2 separate regions of the Mus musculus genome follow, and region 1 is linked to region 2. The links are chromatin contacts, called in public ChIA-PET maps. All regions are on one chromosome and are shown on one strand. Each heading gives the region's core, a stretch centred on a gene start, on an enhancer-like site or on the middle of the called end of the contact. The rest is flanking DNA. Distances are from core to core; before and after follow the strand shown.

Region 1 (3,172 bases), core at 579-3,078, 120 kb before region 2:
ACGTACCTACTTAGATGCTGAGGTTCATGGCTTCTCCTAGTTCCCACATAGATAGATGATCCATGATTGTCCGGGTAGTGGGACATTCTCCACAAGAATGTTTTCTTTTCTTCTTTTTTTTCTTTTTTTTTAATTATATATTTTCTTCATTTACATTTCAAATACTATCCCCTTTCCTATTTTCCCCTCCGAAAACTCCCAACCCCCAACCACCACCATCACCACCACTCCCACCCACTCCCCCTTTCTGGCCCTGGCATTCCCCCACACCAGGGCACAGAACCTTCACAGGACCTAGGGCCTCTCCATTGATGACGAATAGGCCATCTTCTGCTACATATGCAGCTAGAGCCATGAGTCCCACCATGTGTTTTCTTTGGTTGTTGGTTTAGTCCCAGGGAGCTCTGGGAGTACTGGTTAGTTCATACTGTTGTTCCTCCTATGGGGCTGTAAACCCCTTCAGACTTTGGGTACTTTCTCTAGCTCCTTCATTGGGGACCATGTGCTCTGTCCAATGGATGGCTGTGAGCATCCACTTCTGTATTTGCCAGGCACTGGCAGAGCCTCTCAGGAGAGAGCTATACCAGGCTCCTGTCAGCAAGCTCTTCTTGGCATCTGCAATAGTGTCTGGTTTTGGTGGTTGTTTATGGGATGGATCCCCAGGTGGAGCAGTCTCTAGATGGTCATTCCTTCAGTCTCTGCCCCAAAAGAATGTTTTCCTATAACTGAGACTGGTAAACCTAGGCTCTCAGGACATTTCCTGTGGGTAAGCACTGCATATATGGATAATGTGCCTTTTTCCAGGCTTCAGCAGAAAGCTTTCTCCCTAACCTAAGCTATGTATCTGCTTCCTCCTAGAGAACTGCCCAGCAAGCCAAGGAAAGAAGTCAGGTGAGACGACTCTCTCTGGCAACAAAGCACGGATCAGACATCACCCGGTTTCTGGTGAAGAAGTAAGGCGAGATATAAACAGAAGCAGATGGCCTGCAGGCAGAAGCAGTTGTCACAATTCATCTTCATGTATGTCTAGTATTTTAAGAATAGGAAGTTTTTAAATATAAGTCAATAACTGAAATTTAGATTTTTGCTAAGCTCTCTTAGTGTTACATACTTAACAGAAACTGAGGGATGATGGGAAGATTCTGGGGTCTTCCTGACTCATGAAGATTGTCAATTATGTTTCAGCAAGATTTTGTTCCGCTTTTTTTCCCCTTCTACACCTTAATCACTGCATTGGGCATGGATAGTGTGGGACAAATATATTCACGCAAACCTGACAGCTCTTGATCACCATTGCTTCTGGACTGTGTAGTATAAAGGGAACATTCCAGAACAATCAGGGACATTTTGGAGACAAGCCATGATTAGTAAGGAATGATTACAGCTCAGGCGCATGTTTGGGGTGCAGCCTCCTTGCTTGATTTCTGGGCCAGTCCTCTTCATTGAAGAGATGCTTTTGTTAATGAACTGATTGTAAGCTCACATGGTGTCTGTGTACAACTGCTGTGCTCTGAGTAACCATGAGAACAAGTGAGAGACCACAGTGCCGCACAGCCTCGCTTCTGTTTTCCTGTTTGCTCCCTTGTTTCCTGTCATGGTTTGTTTTGTTTTTAATGTATAAAATCAGGCTAATTGTCAAAACAGATTTTGTCTCCTGGTCCTCGTTTCCTGGTTTTAAAATCCTGGTAGTGATTTGTTTTGTTCTGTTCTTTCAATAAACCTTGTAATTTTTTAAAAATATTTTTAAATTATGGGTACGTGTATCCCTGTGGGGCCGGGGGAGATGCGCAGTTGCCCACAGAGGTGGTGTAGCTCCCAGGCCTGCCACACAGCAGCTCTGACAGATGCTGCAGACTGAGTTGCTAACCACGGGACCATCTCTCCTTCTCCATATCCTATTTTATTAGGTTTATTTCTGTTACCTCTTAAAAAGAAGGATGGCCAACAAATCGTGGTGGCGCACGCCTTTAGTTCCAGCATTCAGGAGGCAGAGGCAGGCGGATCTTTATGAGTCTGGGGCCAGCCTGGTCTACAGAGTGAGTTCTAGGTCAGGCAAGGCCATGTGGTAAGACCCCGTTTCCACAATAAAGTGACAGTGGGGTTGGGAGGTGGCTCAGTTGATGAGCTGCTGGCCACACAGCATAATAGCTTAAGTCTGAGCCACAGAACCTGTGTGAAAACCTAGGTGTGGTGGCACCTGTGACCCCAGCACCGAGTAGCCAGAAACAGAAGGATCCCTGGGGCTCCCAGGCCAACGGTCCAGGGAAGAGGTAAGCTTCTGGTTTAGTGACATCTGGCCTCCATGTGCATGTTCTCCATACACACATACACACAAGACTAATAGTGATAAAATTCACCACATAAAAACAACCAGAAGGTTAAATGTAGGTCAAACCCAATGGTAACATTAATGAGACACGTGCTAATGATGGACTGGAGAGGTGGCTCGGTGGGAAGAGCACGAACTGTCCTTCTCAAGCGCCAGGGTTTGGGTCCCAGGACCCACGTGGAAGCTCAGAACTGTCCCTCTTCTGGCCTTGGACACTAGCACACGAATTATCCATAGCTACACATGCAGGCAAAACACCCATACAAAGATGAATATAATAAATTTGAAAAAAATATTTAAGTAACCTTTTAAAAAGAAAATAGGGATAATGACAGGAAAGGGCGAAGCCATTCCAGCAACGTCCCCTGCAGGAAGAGTGACAATCAAAAAAGCATCACTCTCAGATCCAAGGAGGAATTCCATCCCCAGAGGCGCCCATGTGTGTACACTGGGATGCAAACCACGTCAAATGCTTAATGTTAGTTAGCAGCTACCAGGTCACACCTTATTTGTAGAAGCCTTATGCACTGTGAGCTATCCTTGCAGAGTGTCATCAAGTCTATAACTGACCTATTGCGTGACGTCAGGTGGAGCTGTCTCTCTTATAAAGCAGATCCTGCACTGTCTGGCCTCTTTCCTGCTCTGCACACCTGCCTTTTTGCAATTTTCCACCTTATTTCCAGTAACCAATCATCATGGTTCGCAGGCAAGAAATGCAGGCCCAGCCCACGGCCCCTCCCCTCCAGCATGTGGTCTTCTTGGCAGACTTTGGTGTAAGTAGGTCAGTCAGTGGGGCTTGCTCCTCATTCACTGTAGTGGGAATTCTCAGGAGAGAGTTCTTAG
Region 2 (3,023 bases), core at 499-2,998:
GTGAGCATTAGTAATTTGATAGTACAATCTCACATCCACTGATCAGTTGATGCAAAAACAGTTTTTGACTCTTGGCATTCTACTCTAGTTTTCATTACATTTGTCAAAAAGTATCACTCCGCAATGACTTGGAAGGTTGTAAGATGGCTTCTTCTGGCACTAGAATTCAAAAGTCAGAGACAGGAAGATGACTACAAGCTTAAGGTCAGCCTGGTTTACATATCTTGTTCTAGGGCAGGCGGCACTCTTGGGAAATCTCTTTCCCCAATGAGATGTAAAAAGTGTCTACCCCTCCTTATAAGGTCCCAAAGACAAACTAAAGCATGGCTCTACCAGAGGTCACTTAGAGAGCATCGGGGAGGGGCTTATGGGAGCATGGAAACCCCAAAGCAGCCACATTGGAAAGTCTTCAACCAGTACCGATGTTGGCTTCCCCAGAGTCAGGTATGGAGTCTTTGTCAATTAACCTTCCTTATCGTTTATACCCTAATACCTCCTGAGGTCCCATGCAATTAGGACAGAATTGTGTACAGTTGGTTGGCAGGACTAGCTAGAATCTCAGGTGAGGTTCCACGACCCTCCTAGTAAACTGGCTAGTGATAGATCTCCTACCAGCAGGAATAGTCAGCCTGATGGAAATGGTGGCTGTTTTGTTTGGAAGATTAACTATACAAAAGCAAGGCTCTGTCTTTCTCAAAGAACTAAACGATGGAGTTGGGGGTGCAGCCCAGCAGGCAGAGGGCTTTCTTAGCATACATGAAGCCCTGAGTTTGATCCTCAGTGCTTCATAAACCGGATATGGTGGTGCATGCCTGTAATCCTAACACTTGGGTGGTAGAGGCAGGAGGCTTCCAAGTTCAATGCCATCCTTGGCTACATAGCTAGTTTGGGACTAGCTTGTATTATATAAGACTCTGTTTCAAAAAATAAATAATAAAAATAAGGTAATAAAAGTAGCTAATGAAAATAGAAACCAGTTTCCCATTGCAGACAATTTGAGAGTACTGGCCTGGCTAATTAATTCGTTTTGTCTGACTCTCCTGTTCCCACGAACGGGGACTAAGAAAGGATCACTGACTAGGACTGAATCCAGAAGGCAGAGCTGGCAGGAGCAGGCCAGGACAAGCAGGGGGACTTCTCCTGGTAGGAGTCCACAGCCCCACTCAACCAGACCACGTGGGAACCAATTTTCCTAACTTCCCAACACGTTCTCTGGTCTGAGACCTGCAGATCTGGAGGATACTGGGAATGTACCATCAGTTTTCTGTAACTGGCAAAACACTTAAGAGAGTGTACAGAGAGGAATTTGGTTTGGTTTCAGAGGTTCGTTCCACAGTTGCTTTGGTTTTGTGGTGTAAGACAGCTGCACATCATGGTGGAGAGCAGGCTGGGGAGGAGGCTGCTTCCTTCAGGGTGGTCATGAAGAGAACACAGTGACAAGTGCCGGAACCCCCTCCAAGACATTCTCCCAGCCATTAGGTACCACCTCCTCCGACATCGTCATATGCAAGGGACCAAACTTTGATCACAGAGAGACCCCCTGAGATCTGAACTATACCAGCAAATGAGTTTTCCCCATCTCTCTCCTTTCAGTCAGGTGACTTCAGAGCATCAGGAACGGGAACAAGTGCATCCTGTCTCTCCACCAGATGACGCGGAGATGGTGGGCCTCACGGGGAGGATGCTAACCACACAGCCTTCACTTCTGAAGACAGACGGAAGTTCTGAGGAGCTCTGTGGTGTGGACGTGGCTCTCTCACCACCCAGACCTTGCTTAGACTCAAGCCTTGCTGCATCTGCAGCTGGGGAGGTGGCTCCTTGTGTTCTGAAAGAACAGCAAAGGCAATCTGATGGTGAGTCAAGCTCTTGCTTATGCGTGTACGTTTAGAGTATCCATACAGGTACATAATGTATGACAGCATATGCCCCCTCATCCTTCCATGCTCTCCCTCTCCTCACCCCTTCTTCCTGTTAGTTCCCTGTCCCTAAACAATCTTACTTCTCTGTTCAGGCCGTATTTACTCATATGATTTTATGTATCTCTATAAAAATATGGAAACCACAATTAAGAGGGAACATATTAAATTGAGCATTTAATTCTACAGTGGAGCTGGAGAGATAACTCAGTGAAGTGCTTGCAAGCACACGGATCTGAGTTAAATTCCCCAAGCCCATGTTTTTTTTTGTTGTTGTTGTTTGTTTTTTTGTTTTTTTAAAAAAAGTCAGATATGATGACATGCGCTTGTCACCGAAGCCCAGGGGAGGCTGAGTCAGAGGATCCCTGGGGCTCAATGGCCGGAAGCCTCGCCAACTTGACAGATTCCAGGCTAGGGAGAGGTCTTGTTTCAAACGAGGACAGTGGTGCCCAAATGGTTGTGTCCTCTGACTGCTACAGGCACATGATGGAATGAAGATGCCTTCGCCTCTGCACATATGTGCCCGTGTGCATGCATACACACACCACACACACACACACACACACACACACACACGACTAACAATAGGCTTAATAATGACAATACTGAAGGCAATGGGAGCAAATGGCTGGAAAGGAAATGCATTTTGTATGTGTTTCAGGGAAGAGTATTTCATGAACTAAAAATAAATAAGCTAGTGTAGGAGCCGGGCATGTGGCTCAGCTGATCAAGTTTTACCTAGCATCCACGAAGCTCTGGGTTTGCTTCCCATACTAAGCTGGGCAGGACACACACCTGTAATTGTAACACTCAGGGGGTGGAGGCAGGGGGATTGTAAGTTTAAGGGTATCCGTGGCTACCTAGGGAATTCAAGGTACTAACTACATGTAGGCTGCTCTATGAGACCAGCTCTCAAAAACAAATGAACAAACCTATAACACCCCTTCTGGTAGCTTTAGGCTAAGGTTTTCTGAAATCACTTCACAGCACTATGTATACCACACAGGGAGAATATACTCTGAAACACTTTCCCGCATATCTCCTGCTCCATCTATGAACTCTTCAGCCTACTACTAATAACACCCAGTTCTTGTTTCTTTTGTTATA

Evidence for each region. ChIA-PET counts read pairs in DNA pulled down with a chosen protein or histone mark.
Region 1: a contact with region 2 is called in an RNA polymerase II ChIA-PET map of memory CD8 T cells, with 88 read pairs. The contact joins two enhancer-like sites. A contact is called at or near these places in 2 of 39 promoter capture datasets (embryonic stem cells and liver), 1 of 15 datasets of contacts at CTCF or cohesin (large pre-B cells), 3 of 484 Hi-C or Micro-C datasets (the G1E-ER4 cell line, bone marrow-derived macrophages and embryonic stem cells), 4 of 115 datasets of contacts at active chromatin or transcription factors (the HPC-7 cell line, double positive thymocytes, embryonic stem cells and 1 more) and 5 of 9 other capture datasets (adipose tissue, embryonic stem cells, liver and 2 more).

What each region holds. Positions count from the first base shown.
Region 1 is chr1:127,952,752-127,955,923 of GRCm38.p6, reverse strand. Zranb3 (zinc finger, RAN-binding domain containing 3) reads left to right here. Exons shown (of 21, transcript NM_027678.3): 21 at 859-1,745. The coding sequence ends at 957. Among named protein-coding and RNA genes, the nearest start is that of Gm28800, 6.5 kb to the left of the region's middle. Within about 2 kb of position 1,828, at least 10 of the 459 cell types and tissues checked have an H3K27ac peak or open chromatin away from gene starts, as enhancers often do. A contact at or near this core is called in memory CD8 T cells, where this site is marked.
Region 2 is chr1:127,829,101-127,832,123 of GRCm38.p6, reverse strand. It overlaps Map3k19 (mitogen-activated protein kinase kinase kinase 19), which reads left to right. Exons shown (of 14, transcript NM_011737.2): 9 at 1,594-1,853. Among named protein-coding and RNA genes, the nearest start is that of Map3k19, 24 kb to the left of the region's middle. Within about 2 kb of position 1,748, at least 58 of the 459 cell types and tissues checked have an H3K27ac peak or open chromatin away from gene starts, as enhancers often do. A contact at or near this core is called in memory CD8 T cells, where this site is marked.